Regions from separate parts of the Mus musculus genome. Here regions 2, 3 and 4 are each linked to region 1. A link is a contact called in public promoter capture Hi-C data. All regions are on one chromosome and are shown on one strand. The core of a region is the stretch at or near the end of the contact, and the rest is flanking DNA. Distances in the headings are between cores, read along the strand shown. Region 1 holds the start of Dipk1b (divergent protein kinase domain 1B). Region 2 holds the start of Ptgds (prostaglandin D2 synthase (brain)). Region 3 holds the start of Ajm1 (apical junction component 1). Region 4 holds the start of Uap1l1 (UDP-N-acteylglucosamine pyrophosphorylase 1-like 1).

Evidence for each region. Promoter capture Hi-C pulls out the DNA fragments that hold promoters and counts their contacts.
Region 2: a promoter capture Hi-C map of pre-B cells shows a contact between it and region 1, with 4 times the contacts expected there. The contact joins the promoter of Ptgds here to the promoter of Dipk1b in region 1. A contact is called at or near these places in 3 of 39 promoter capture datasets (the C10 cell line, liver and pre-B cells).
Region 3: a contact with region 1 is called in a promoter capture Hi-C map of liver, with 4 times the contacts expected there. The contact joins the promoter of Ajm1 here to the promoter of Dipk1b in region 1. A contact is called at or near these places in 6 of 39 promoter capture datasets (the C10 cell line, embryonic stem cells, liver and 2 more).
Region 4: a contact with region 1 is called in a promoter capture Hi-C map of liver, with 4 times the contacts expected there. The contact joins the promoter of Uap1l1 here to the promoter of Dipk1b in region 1. A contact is called at or near these places in 1 of 39 promoter capture datasets (liver) and 2 of 9 other capture datasets (adipose tissue and liver).

What each region holds. Positions count from the first base shown.
Region 1 is chr2:26,626,844-26,630,222 of GRCm38.p6, reverse strand. Dipk1b (divergent protein kinase domain 1B) reads right to left here and starts at 1,766. Exons shown (of 5, transcript NM_019833.3): 1 at 1,524-1,766. The coding sequence starts at 1,586.
Region 2 is chr2:25,467,574-25,471,118 of GRCm38.p6, reverse strand. It overlaps Ptgds (prostaglandin D2 synthase (brain)), which reads left to right and starts at 1,370. Exons shown (of 7, transcript NM_008963.3): 1 at 1,370-1,559; 2 at 1,992-2,131; 3 at 2,210-2,286; 4 at 2,931-3,047; 5 at 3,200-3,301. The coding sequence starts at 1,446.
Region 3 is chr2:25,578,146-25,581,851 of GRCm38.p6, reverse strand. Ajm1 (apical junction component 1) reads left to right here and starts at 1,753. Exons shown (of 1, transcript NM_001005424.2): 1 at 1,753-3,706. The coding sequence starts at 1,955.
Region 4 is chr2:25,363,596-25,367,099 of GRCm38.p6, reverse strand. It overlaps Uap1l1 (UDP-N-acteylglucosamine pyrophosphorylase 1-like 1), which reads left to right and starts at 1,437. Exons shown (of 9, transcript NM_001033293.3): 1 at 1,437-1,773; 2 at 2,015-2,219; 3 at 2,413-2,588; 4 at 2,827-2,999; 5 at 3,101-3,294. The coding sequence starts at 1,485.

The sequences.
Region 1 (3,379 bases), core at 517-3,016:
GAAAGTCTGAGAATGAAACCAGCTAGCACCCCACTTTTGGATTTGGGAGTCATGCTGAGCTCAAGTTTACCCTAGTTGCCTCCGAGCCAGAACATAAGGAACCTCTACCACAGGAATGATGCTTAGCCCTTCTTCTAGAACATTCTTCCAGAAAGTTCTAGGAGATGGTCCCTATTCCGGGGCATGGCTCTGGGGACTTCTCCTGGGACACTCATGGCTCTGGCACTCAGCTGTTTCTTTCAGATTTGTCCAAAATTAAAACAGGAAGACTGAGAAATTGCAGGGACACTGGCTGTGAGGCCAGATCAAAGGACTCAGCCACACCTAGAGCAAAGGGCCAGGGCCAGGGCCAGGACAGCGGCTGGCCCAGGCTGGCCCAAGTGATGTAGAACTAGAAGCCGCTAGAAACCTGCAGGTCAGAGACCACTCCAGGCAGGCCCTCCCAAGCCACCTTGGCACAGGTGGCTCCCCTAGACTACCTTGGCTAAGCTTTGATGGTTTACCTGGCCTCTGTCTGACGCAGCTCTTCTCCAGGATCCCTGAGTCTTTGCTCACCCCGGGGCGGGACTCACCACAGTGGTACTCAAAAGCTCGCACAGATTTCTGCCACTCAGTGGGGAACAAGTTGGCAAGCCCTGGGCCCATAATTTTCGAGGCTGAACAGTCCAGCTCCAGAAAAGTCACATGGAAGGTGGGAAGGTCATTACAGGGATAGTAACTGCACAGCAAACTCCCTGCCCAGGAAACCCGGGCCAGGTGGCAGGTGCCCTAGTGTTTCCCACGCAGGAAACTGAGGCTTGGGGCAGGAAGGGCTCAGCCAGTGGCTCTCTCTGAACCAGCCCCACTGGGAACTGGCCCAAACCCCTCTCCTGCCACTCCTGGGTCCACACATTGCTGAGTCAGGGCCTAGCTTCAGGGCTAGGGGTATGGGTACACCCCATCTCCTGGCACAAGAAGGGTCCCCCATACACCTCAGGTCACGAACCCAACCTAGGCCTGAGCATGGATCACAGCACAAGCTACTGCCTCTGGAAGAGGGCAGACAAGGGCATCTGGGCCTGGAAGAGCTCTGCATCCAACAGGCTTCAGTCCTCATCCTTTATGTAAAACAGTCTAAGGGAGGCCAGGCCCCAGGACAAAGGCATCCTCCAGCATCCTCAGGACGGCCCTTCAGAGAGACCTTGGCTAGACTGGTGAGGGCTGGCTCCTTCCTGTAGGCTCTAAGGACCGTGGCAACCAGCGGCTGGAGCCCAGAGGCCTGACTCCATCACCTCAAAGCATGAGGGGAGGGGCCTCTTCTGCAGACAGGAGCTGGCCCTCCACTGGCCCAAGGTCACCACAGCCCCTGTTTCCAGCTGTCTCAAGAACTGGCCAGGGGCTGGCCAAGTTTGCTATTCCAGAATTTTTTTTTTAAGTTGCGAAGGTTAGAAAGGACTCCGGTGCACCCGCGTGCACCCATCGACCCTCGCCATCCCACGCCCTGCCCCTCCCCGTGTGGTAGCACCTGGCCGGCTGCGGCTTACCTGCAGGCCCTTGGAGAAGGGGCAGAGGAGCACTAGGTGCACCAAGCGCCGCAGCCGCCGCATGATGGGCTCCGGCCCCGGCTGCGGAACCCCGCGGCTGGCTCGGCCTCAGCCCCAGCCCGGCCAGGCCCGCAGCGGCCGCCGCTCGCTCTCCATGCGGGCCGCTCGTCCTCGGCTCGCGTTAAAGGCAAGGCGCGTGCCTTTCTGAGCAAGGACCGCGACGCACGCGCGGGGAGACGGCCTGGAGGAGGGGCGTGCACGCGCGGGAAGATGGACAGAGGGGCGTGCGCGCGCGTGTGGAGACAAACGGAAGGGGCGTGCACGCGCGTGGGAGGACTGGCGCGCGGCCCCGCGGCTAGTCTAGCTCTCCCGCTGGGGACCTACGCCACCCCCCACCCCCCCACCCCCAACCTCCCGAGAGCTCCGGGACCCGCTACGGCAACCCTGTGTGAGCATGAAACACCGGGGCAGGCTGGCGCTGAGGACCTGTAAGGTCCCCGCCTGCGCTTGCGCATTTCTTCCACCTTTTCAAGGGTAAAAGACGTTGATGGATCTGCCCCCATCCCTCCCCAGTATGCAGGTGAGGCTAGTCAGTCCTGAGGCCACCACCTCTGGCACCGAGAGTCTTCAGCCCTTGTTGCACCGGGGCATAGGGAAGGACCCACAGCCCACGCGGTCAGCAACTACTCCTGAGAACCAGTTTCTTCTGATTTCTGCCCATGGACAGACACGCCCCTCTCCTGTGACTCCCATTTAGGGTGATTAGGAAAGCAGCAGCTGACCTTAGTTAGAGGCTTATTGAACTTAGCAGACAATGGCCAGAATGCACCGTCCACCATGCGCATCAGCTGCCCTCAATCCTCACCCACACCTTTCTTAGGGGTTCTATAGCGATGTCATATGCATTCCCAGGGAATACGCCTTCCCCTGTGCCCCAGTGCTGTCCATATATATATGCCTTGCAAAATGATAAAAGACAGCTTTAGTTTAAGGATGTTAATTGCTTCGCAATTAGTGAACCAGGCCAACCTTCTCTTCATAAAAGTGGAGCGAGAGTCCCATGAGCCCAGCTGAAGGGTTTGGATTTATAAGCTAGAAAGGCTGAAGAGAACTAGAGCCAGGAGCAGGTCACAAAACAAATGGAAAATAGCATCAAGTCTGTGTCCCAGAAACCAAGAAGCAGAAGCAGAAAGACCAGCCTGGCCTATGTTTCAAATTCCAGACTAGCCAGAAGCCCAAAGGGAGACCCTGCCTCAAGGAAGGAAAGAAGGAAGGAAGGGAGAGAGGCTGGAAGAAAGGGATGGAAGGAGGGAGGAAGAGAGGAAAGAAGAAAGGAAAGAAAGGAGAGAGGGAGGGAAGGAGGGAGGGAGAAAAGAAGGAAGGAGAAAAAAGAAGGGAAACATGGGATTGTTTCATTATCGCACCAATTATAAACGAGCTGCTTAAGCAGTTTGACTATTTTATTATGTCTTCAATCTTGATTTTGCAGGTCAGATAAACAATGTAGTTTAAGTGTGGTGACGGGAAGGCTGAAAAAAATGACTCAGCAGCTGAAAGCACTTATTGTGAAAACATAAAGATTGAAATTCAAATTTCAGCATCCATGTAGCAGATCGAGCATCCTGCGCACACCTGTAACCCAGGTTACAGGTTGAGTGGAGCCGTTGTAGGATGGTTGCTAGGACTTGCTGGTTCACAGCCTAGCTGAGAAAGCAGCCTGAGGTTCAGGAAGAGACCCTGCCTCAAAGGAAAAGGTGGACAGTGATCGAAGAAAGCACCCAGCACCCACCTCTGCCTTCCATGTGCACACATGATGCACCTCCATTCCCCACGCATGACTCCCCTCCCCTCCCCGA
Region 2 (3,545 bases), core at 121-2,620, 1.2 Mb after region 1:
AGATCTAAACCACAAGAGGCTTCCACACTTGGAAGTACTTCCCATTACTCTGCTTCAGTCATCTACAGGACCCCACACACAGGTTGATGCTCCCAGGTTTTGCCATGTTGCTCTTCTGTTTGTTTGTTTGTTTGTTTGTTTGTTTGTTTTTCTGAGACAGGGTTTCTCTGTGTAGCCCTGGCTGTCCTGGAACTCACTCTGTAGACCAGGCTGGCCTCAAACTCAGAAATCTGCCTGCCTCTGCCTCCCAAGTGCTGGGATTAAAGGCGTGCGGCACCACCACCTGGCATGTTGTTCTTCTTGCCCCCATCCTCAGCCCCTCTGGAGAAAACTCCCAGATCAGCCGCTGGGCCTGGCTGGGGTCGGGCTCTGTGGTCAGCTTCCCTCTGACAGATCCTCTCTCCTTAGGTTCTGGGCATGGATGGAGCTGAGTGTTCTGGGCAGGGAGGGGCTGAGGTGGGCTGAGTAAAGGGGTTCTGGAATCTACCCACTTCCGGTAGCCCCAACATTAGTGAGAAAGCAAGAGACCTTCCTCACAAAGACCACTCAGATGTTCATGTTAAATGATCCTGTGCCCCAGAACCCAGGATAAATAAATGTTCCTGGGCCCCAGGGACGGGATGAAGGGCAGTGTGGGCTGGCTCTCTCTCTCTTCTGTGGTCATTGGTGTCCCATCCAGAGACAGATCTTGGAAGCCAGGAGGAAGCCACAGACTCTGTCCTCACCTATAGTAGCTTGAAGCCCACCGCTTCACCCTTCCCACCCACCACCTCTATGGGAGCCCAAAGGGCCACCATGTGAACCCCAGAAGCTGACCACGGGGGAGGCTGTACTCAACATGCCGGTTCTTGGATTTGCTTCAGGGTAGAGTGCGTGAGCTTCTTTATCTTGGTGAGGGTTCCTCATGGCCTCATGACTGCTAGCCTTTCAGGACCAAATGTTCAAGGCACAAATGGTGCTTTGTGTTCCCTGCTGGGGTCATGGGACTTGGAGAGGGATGATAGGTAGGGCTTGTGAGAAGCAGGTCTTAGCCCTAGGTGGGAAGTGACTAGATTTTCCAGCAGCAGGGAAGCGCCAGAGTACACACCCGGCACCATCCCCACTGTGAGGTATGTGGGCTTTGCCGGCAGGAGTGGGCAAGGTCTGAGCCAGTTCTGCCTCTGGAGCTGGGGATGGGGGCAGGCAGAGGTTTCTTCTTCTAGGAGGTGTGGGGCTCAGCTGGAACCTCTTACATAATTAGCAGATGAGGCTGCAGCTGGGACAGCCACCCTCCCTCACACCAACATCACGAGCCTTCAGTGGGCAGTCCTTGGGCTTTGGGTGGAGGCCAAGCCTGACTCATAAATAGGGGGTCTCCACAGTGCCCTCTGCTCCTTCTGCCCAGTTTTCCTTGCTTTGTCCACATTGCTGGCATCAGGCCCAGGCACCTGCTCTGCTCTGAGCAAATGGCTGCTCTTCGCATGCTGTGGATGGGTTTGGTCCTCCTGGGTCTCTTGGGATTCCCACAGACCCCAGCCCAGGGCCATGACACAGTGCAGCCCAACTTTCAACAAGACAAGGTGAGAAGGCCCCCTACCCCACACCCAAAGAAGCAGAGCCCTCAGGCCAGAGCCAGGCTTTCTCTTACCAAAGAGGGTGTTCTGGGCACTGTCAGCCTGTGTGCTTGTGCATGGGAGCTAGCTGGAACCACCCTGGCACACAGCCTGGTTGGTCCACCTGACTCTGTCAGGAATGTGGTATGCTCTGATATAGTGGACTAGGATGAGGGCTGTGACAAAGACAAGGAGTTCAACACCCTGGGGAAAGAGGGGGGTCTCTGCTACCCACTCCTCCATGGGGCGATGAGCCAGCCTGCTAGAAAGGGAGGGGAGTGGAGAGAGAGGCATGCTGCTAGGACCTGTGTGGGGAGGAGTCAGAGGAGGGAAGACCAGCCCACCAGGGTCTGCCCATGAGGGGCTCATGGAGCAGACCCAGGCATCCACTGGTCGCAGTTCCTGGGGCGCTGGTACAGCGCGGGCCTCGCCTCCAACTCAAGCTGGTTCCGGGAGAAGAAAGCTGTATTGTATATGTGCAAGACAGTGGTAGCCCCCTCCACAGAAGGCGGCCTCAATCTCACCTCTACCTTCCTCAGGTGAGACAAGGGGTTATGGCAAATTCTGGGAGACATCCTGGGGCTTGGTCCCTTACTTCAAGGGCAATCTACCCACAGGAAAAACCAGTGTGAGACCAAGATCATGGTACTGCAGCCTGCGGGGGCTCCTGGACACTACACCTACAGCAGCCCCCGTGAGTGAGCCACTTCCTTATCTGGGTACAACCCTCTGTCCCAAAATTGTGGGGATAATGGTCACAGCACATCCAAGGCCAGGTCTGATTGTGAGTCTGCCTCAGGCACACGGGGCCACCTCTCTCTGGGGACTTTAGCCTCTCTGAGGCCCACCCACATTCTTCAAGGTCCCTTTCCTGCCCAAATGGAATTTTCCAGTACTCTGCTGCTCAAGTGGGTCACATACAGGCATTCCCCAAATCCTACCCACATTTCATAGCTTCTATCCAAGGACCTCTTTCCACCCCTCACCTGAGCTCTGGCTCCCCACCAGAACCCTATTCCCTTTGCCTTCCGGCTATATTGTAACCCAGCCTGCTGATGTCTTCGGTCTAAGTGCTTTCTACTCTCTCCCTAAGACTTATGGTTTGGAGACAGTGTTCCCAGGCTGTTCAGGCAGGGAGCTAGAAACTGTCTGGTGGCCACCCGGGGGGGGGGGGGACGCGGGGGGGGGGGGACAGGGAGGGCAGCCAGAGCAGAGGTGGATGAAGAAGACCTGAGACCCCCCCCCACAGAGAAGCCCCCAAAGGCCACCCGCTCTGAGCAGAGGGACGGAGATGTGGGAGCCACATGTTCCAATCAGTGTCATTTCTTGGGTTCCCAGACTCGGGCAGCATCCACTCCGTGTCAGTGGTGGAGGCCAACTATGACGAGTACGCTCTGCTATTCAGCAGAGGCACCAAGGGCCCAGGCCAGGACTTCCGCATGGCCACCCTCTACAGTAGGTATCCCAGCCCACAGGTCCACGCACAGGGGAGATGCCTGGGGTTGGAAACAGACCAAGACCTGACCCTAGAGAACAGTAACAAAGGTGTGTGGGAGCAGGGCGGGGGCTTTTTGCTTCCTGACACCAGACCGTTCTTTATCTACCAGGCAGAACCCAGACTCTGAAGGACGAGCTGAAGGAGAAATTCACCACCTTTAGCAAGGCCCAGGGCCTCACAGAGGAGGACATTGTTTTCCTGCCCCAACCGGGTGAGGGGGGCTAAGCTGCTGGGGAGGGAATTATAGTCAGATTAGTGCAGCCTCTGGTTGCAGCAAGTGAGGGCAACTAGGGCGAGCTTAGCCTTGCCCTACTACCTGCTAGTCCAGGGGGCTTCAAGGAAATAAATGGAGGTGTCAGTCTGTCCGACATTATTACATCTACCTACAGCCCCCTTTATTGGGAATCCTGTTCCTGGTGGACACCTAGCTCCCCTGTCTGCCAGCCCCCTAGCTA
Region 3 (3,706 bases), core at 504-3,003, 1.0 Mb after region 1:
CTACACCGCCTAAAATGAGAGCTAGGTCGTCTGTGGTCCCAGTATACACCTACCTTATAACGCGGCCCCTTTAAGTGCTATTCTATTGGTAGCCACTAGGGGCAGTACTGAGCCGCCAGGCCAGGATCACAGCTGCTGCCTCCAAGCTTCTGCTGGTACCGGGTGTATGTATATATATATATATATTTATAGCGGGGCCAGGTACACACTGGGACCGACCTGGGCTATGCAGACTACTCGGGCTCGGCTCGTGGAGTAATCACCAGGTAAGAGGCCAAGCCAAACTGCCCAGCATGTGGAGCTGTTGGCACGGGAGGGGGCTGCACGGAAGGATGAGGAGTCCCCGCCCCCAAGCAACGCAGACTAGGTTCTTGCTGATGGCTGCTCCAGGACGGGCCAAAGCAGGACTGCTATTTGGGAAGGGCCTTCAAAATACCTAGGATACAAGAGCAAGCCCCAACCCCATCCCAAAGGGAGCGTGTGTCACAGTGCACTGCTCCTGACAGCTGCAGCCAGCAAAGCCGACTGTCACCTTCCTGGGGCGGAGCCTCAGACCCTGTCATCTCACCCAAACTCTGACCTGGCACTGAGTTTAGAATGAAAGGGGTCTTAATAGGGTCGGCATGAACCTGGGTTTGGAACAAGCCTTGGTACTTAGTAGCTCTGACTCCAAAGAGCACCCCTCTAACAGCCCCTTGTACACCTGGACTAGAGACCCGAAAGGCCCATCCACTTACAAGTCCTGCCAGGCCCCAACACACTCTCAACTTCCTCTGGAGCAGATGTCCTGGGAGTAGGTGCATTATGGGGGGAGGGTGTGTGTGTGTGTGTGTGTGTGTGTGTGTGTGATCGCCTTCTTAAACCCTCTTTCTCTAGCCAGCTCCAGGCCCTGGAGACCACAGACACTGGTGGCCCACATCTGAACATTAGCCTAGATCGTTTTCAGCCCATAGCTCCAGGGATGAACAACCACACGTTTCCATGGAGCTTTCCAAAGCCAGAGTGGGAAGGACTCTGTCCTGGGGAGGGGCTTTCCCGCCCTCTCCTCTGCCTCCTCCTAGCTAGCAGCCTCCTGGCTTGGTACACTAGTGGTAGTTTTCAGCTTAGAGGAAGGACACCATGAACTCGTGGCTCACATGGCCCCACGTGGTTCTGTAGCCTAAACCTGGCTTTAGCACACACTGGGGGTGGGGGAAGGGTCCATGTGCAATTCTGCAAAGCAGGAGAGTCTTGCTGTAGCCTTCTCTGTTCCAGCAAGCTTGGTGGGTTTCATTCAAGCAACTGGGGTCCAAGATTTATGCAAAAGGAAGAGGGATTTGAGACCCAAGAAAACTCTGGGATCATTCCTCTGCCTAGGACCTCATCGAGTTGAGGGGACTTACGCTTAGTTAAAAAGGACTTGAGTGCTAGGAGAAGAGTTCTCTGCCCAGCCTAGTCGGCAGGCAGGAACCATTCATTGACTCACCTGGGACTCTGCATTATCAGAGGGTCTACCTGTAAGGAAATCTAAAAGTGCATCGTTCCAACTGTAGGCACCAGAGGGCAGTAGTGCTGAGATCACGTCCCGCTTTGATCTACCTAAGCCTGCCCAACCGACCCTAGTAGGGGGAGAGAATGCCTGGCAGGTTTAACTCAGGAGTTCCCTCTACAAAGAAGGTCCACAGTAGCCTAAATTCTCCTGGCCCATCTACCCCACAGGTCGCATGGACTGTGAGCTTTCTCCTGCAGGTACATCTAACATAGGCATGGAGGCAGCACCAGAAGCCTTGACCATGACCTGCAGCCAAGGCTGCACCATCCCCTATGCCCCAGGTAAGCCGGACCAGCACGTGGGGTGGGGTGGGGTAAAGGGCTTGGGGTGCAGAGGAGGCTGCCCTGACCGGTATCTCCTCCCAGGGCAAAATCCCCGAAAGGCCGTGTGACTGGAGCTGCCAGCCTGGGGACGTCTTTTAAGATGACCCGCACGGACCCGCCGGACTTGCTGGTGTCGACCGTGTACCAGGACATCAAGGTGGTGGACCCAGGGCTCACGTCCAAACGCCAGCCATGTGAGCGATCCGTGGCCCGGCCTGCTGCGCCCACGCCTTTCAACAAGCGCCACTGCCGTAGTTTTGACTTCTTAGAGGCACTGGACGAGCCCACCATGGAGACACACCCAGAGCCGCCACCTCCTGAACCTGCGCCACCGCGCGCCCGACCCAGAGACAGCGAGCCTCGGCGCCGCACCCGTTCCAAGAGCGCGCCCCGTGCGTCCCAAGGCCTGGCGACTGCTCCAGCTTCGCCGCCCGTACTGCAACGCAGAGGTCGGGAAGCCCAGCGTGCAGTGCGGGTGGAGGGGTCGCCGCGCCGGGAGCCCTCGTATCCTGCGCTGAGAGCTCTCGCTAATGAGCTGCACCCCATCAAGCTCCAGCCACAGCGGGGAGGCCCCGGACGCATCGCGCCTCTATGCGCCACCCCAGGCCGCTGCGCACCACCGGAACCACCCTCTGGACCTGTCCCCCATGTCCGCTGCCGTTTGGACATCAAGCCGGACGAGGCAGTGCTGCAGCACGCCGCCCGAAGCTCGCGATCTTGCGCACCTAGAGAGACGACGTCCTGGGCTCGCACAGCTCCACAGTTCCATGGCCTCACAGTTCCCGGCCCTCGCCACGTGGCCCTGTCACGCACTCCTACCCCCAGTGACTTGTACTGTACTGACCCCAGAACTCTGTACTGTGACGGGCCACTGCCTGGGCCCCGGGACTACTTGGAGCACCGCAGTCAACCCTTCACAACGCCTCCAGGTCCCACCCAATTCTTCTACACCGAGGAGCCAGAGGGCTACGCAGGCAGCTTTACCACAAGCCCCGGCCTTCCCTTTGATGGCTACTGTTCCAGGCCCTACTTGTCCGAAGAACCCCCTAGACCCAGTCCAAGGCGTGGGGGCAGCTACTATGCTGGCGAAGTACGCACCTTCCCGATCCAGGAGCCCCCCTCCCGCTCCTACTACGGGGAGACAACTCGAGCCTACGGTATGCCTTTCGTTCCCCGGTATGTCCCAGAAGAGCCCCGGGCGCACCCTGGAGCCCGCACTTTCTACACCGAGGACTTTGGGAGGTACCGAGAACGCGATGTACTGGCTCGGACTTACCCGCACCCGCGCAGCAGCCCACCCTGGGCTGACTGGGGTCCGAGGCCTTACCGCACCCTTCAGGTAATGCCGCCTCCCGCCCCTGGACCACTGTTGGCCTCGTGGCACGGCGGCACCGGCACAAGCCCACCCCGGCTGGCCACCGATAGCCGCCACTACTCTCGATCCTGGGACAACATCCTAGCTCCTGGTCCTCGTCGTGAAGATCCTCTAGGACGCGGCCGCAGCTATGAGAACCTCCTGGGACGCGAGGTTCGGGATACGAGGGGTTCATCCCCTGAAGGTCGGCGTCCACCAGTCGTAGTGAATTTGTCCACCTCACCCAGACGCTATGCAGCACTGTCGCTGTCCGAGACGTCGCTGACAGAGAAGGGCCGCGCGGGAGAGAGCCTGGGCCGCAACTGGTACGTCACGCCAGAGATTACCATCACAGACAACGACCTGCGCTCAGTGGATCGCCCGACTGCCAAGGGCTGGGAATTGCCTGGAGGCCGACCACGGCAGCCCGTATCCACGGTCCCTGAGGGTCCTGCTTCAAGCCGCCAGCGCAGCCTCGAGCAGCTGGACGAGCTCATC
Region 4 (3,504 bases), core at 188-2,687, 1.3 Mb after region 1:
GCTCTTAACCACTAAACCGTCTTTCTAGCCCTGCTTTTATACTTTTTACAAGAGGTTTTATCTATACCAGGTGATGATGGTGCTCACCTTTAATCCCAACACTAGGAGGCAGAGGCAGGCAGATCTCTGAGTTTGAGGCCCATCTGGTCTACAGAATGAGTTTCAGGACAGCCAGGACTACACAGAGAAATCTCATCTCAAAAATAAAAAACAACACACACAAAACAACAACAACAAAAAGAAACAAGAGGTTTTATGAAAAAGCAAACTAAAGCAGTAAGGGGATGCAGAGCCAGTCTGGAACAACTGAGTTCCTAAAGGTAGGCAGGTGAGGGGAGGTGGGTGCAGGTTGAAGCTAGCCTGGGTCTGCCTGCTGCCCCCAGGCTAGCAGTGGGGGTTCTAGGTGAATGCTTACAGGGTCAAGCCGACTCCTCTCAGGCTCAGCTTCTAAGGAGAGAGGCTCCCAGGCCGCTGTCTTGCTTCTGGGTTGCTCAGAGGATTAGTCAGAAGAAAGAGAGACACTGACACATGACAGTCATCAGCCTATCGGGGATTGGAGGCTAGCTGCTTCCCAGAAGCACTTTTTCCAGAAGTAACTTTTCCCAGTTTCACAAAAGGCACTTTTAGCAAGTCAATTTCCACACACCAAAACCTTTTTTATCTGATCTAGGGGTTGTCTGAAGGAACCATCATCTAAGCAATTCTCAGCCATTCGAGACTTCCTGGTTTGTCAGGTATGTCTTGGGACTAAGTTACGCTAAGGCTACTTCAAAGCGTAAGTGCCATTACTCCGGAATTCATGCCACAAACAATGGCTCTGCAACAAGTCTGCTGCAGACAACCCTTCTGGCTGTGGACAGGGAGGAGGCTGGGTTATGTCTGGTCAGCCCAGTGCAGATACCTCAGACTTCTTTCTTCCCCGGGGCAAGGACAGAACAGTTTTTTTTTTTTTTTTTTTTTTTAAAGATTTATTTATTTATTTATATGTAAGTACACTGTAGCTGTCTTCAGACACTCCAGAAGAGGGAATCAGATCTCGTTACGGATGGTTGTGAGCCACCATGTGGTTGCTGGGATTTGAACTCTGGACCTTCGGAAGAGCAGTCAGGTGCTCTTACCCACTGAGCCATCTCACCAGCCCAGACAGAACAGTTTTATTCACGTGGTGGGAATTACTTAGGAGAGAAATGACTAGACCTTGGGGTACTAGGAAGGCCTGCTCTGGACCGTACACCTTGAATGCTGGGAGGCCAGATCCTAGGATTCAAGTCCGGAAACGCGCAGGGGAAACTGTATTAAAAGGGTTAAAGATGGGAGAAGCCAAAGAAGACAGAACAGCAGCCCAAGAGGAAAAAGGGGCGGGGTCCTGGGTGGAGGTGCCGCACCCTGGGCCCGCCCCCCTGGGATCTCAGCCCCCGGCCTGGTCTCGTGACATTGGTCAGAAAGTCACGAGTACAGGCTGAGGCGGCCGCTGCAGTTGCAGTATGGACTCGGAGAGGGATGTACGCGCACAGCTGCAGCGTGCGGGCCAGGACCATCTCCTGCGCTTCTATGCCGACCTGGCTCCGGAAGCCCGAGCCGCACTGCTAGCGGAGCTCGCCTCATTGGAGGCCGACGCGCTGCGTGAGCACTGCCAGCGCGCCGCAGCTGCGGGCGCGCTAGCTCCGGGTCCTCTGCCGGACCTGGCTGCGCGCCTGCAGCCCCTGCCCCCAGAACGCGTGGGCAGCGCGATCCGCTGTGACCAAGAGACACGCCTGCGGTGGGAAGAGGAAGGTAGGCAGCGCCGTGCCAGGCTGGGGTTGGGCAGGTCCGGCCCGTTGAGGCCGGAAGAGTTAGAGCCTATGGGCGGTGGGGGTAGTGGGGGCGGAGTGGAGGACACGGACTCGGGAAGTGCAGCGGAGAGTTATTTGCCTTGCAACTTCTTCCTCCTGTGCCTAGTAACCCCCGAAGTCGTGCTCACTTGTGGTTCTCCAAAGTGAAAGAGGCCTTATCTCACGATGCACCTCTCCTCCAGGTTTCCGACAGATTTCTCTGAACAAGGTAGCTGTCCTGCTGCTGGCGGGTGGGCAGGGCACTCGCCTGGGCGTCACATACCCAAAGGGCATGTATCAAGTTGGGCTGCCCAGCCAGAAGACCCTGTATCAACTGCAAGCAGAGCGGATCCGGCGTGTCCAACAGTTGGCTGACCAGCGACAGGGGACCCACTGCACTGTGCCCTGGTGTGTCCTCCATGCCAGCCTCCCAAAAAGACCACCCCTAAATTGACCCAGGCCTACCCCACACCAAGACCTTAGACCCAATCTTAGCACGGCCCTAGACAGAGCCCAGTACTTGCCATTACTGAACCCCTTCTAGACTTGCCAGATTGAGCTGGACTCCCCTGGAAGCAGCTCACTGCTAGGACATTTACAGGTACATCATGACCAGTGAGTTTACCCTGGGACCCACAATCAAGTTCTTCAAGGAGCATGACTTCTTCCACCTGGACCCCACTAACGTAGTGCTGTTCGAGCAGCGCATGCTACCTGCTGTGACCTTTGAGGGCAAGGCCATCCTGGAACGGAAAGACAAAGTTGCCATGGCCCCAGGTATGGCCCACACCTTGGATAGGAACAGGTTGCCCCACCTGGGCCACAGAGTACAGCTGTGGATCAGGAGGCCTGACTCCCAGGTAAGATGTACTCAGGCAGGCTATGTGGCCCTGGGCATGTGGCTCTGGCCAGTCTGGAGTCACAGGCTCTTGGTTTGTGCACCTGCAGCACTTACTAAACTGAGCAGGAGATCAGGCCACAGTCCATGGGTATCCTACTCCTTTCTCCTTTATAGATGGCAACGGGGGTTTGTACTGTGCACTGGCTGACCACCAGATCCTGGAGGACATGAAGCAGCGGGGTGTGGAGTTTGTGCATGTGTACTGCGTAGACAACATCTTGGTGCGGCTGGCTGACCCAGTCTTCATTGGCTTCTGTGTGCTTCAGGGAGCAGACTGTGGTGCTAAGGTGAGTCCCAGGCTTTCATTTTCCTTGGCACTTGGCTCTGCTCTTGCTAAATCCCGTCCCTCCTACTTCCGGCCCTCTAAGTCTATGCCCGGTGGCTGCAGGTGGTGGAGAAAGCATACCCTGAGGAGCCAGTGGGTGTGGTGTGCCAGGTGGATGGTGTCCCCCAGGTGGTGGAATACAGCGAGATCAGCCCTGAGATTGCTGGGCAGCTCGGGGCTGATGGAGGCTTGCTCTACAACGCAGGCAACATCTGCAACCATTTCTTCACCAGAGGCTTCCTGGATGTGGTTACCAGGTATGTGACAACAGGTGGCTGTGATATCCCAGACTAAGCTGAATCCAAGAATGCCACAGTAGCTGGAGCTGCCCTAGCCTGAGCCAGGCCACTGCTGGGAGTGGCAAGGGCTTGGGTGGAGAGAATTCCTGTGTTACTGTAAACAAGCCAGCTGCAATGAGTCATGCTCCGTGAGGCCGCGGTCACAGGTCTCGTTTGTGGGTCGGCCCC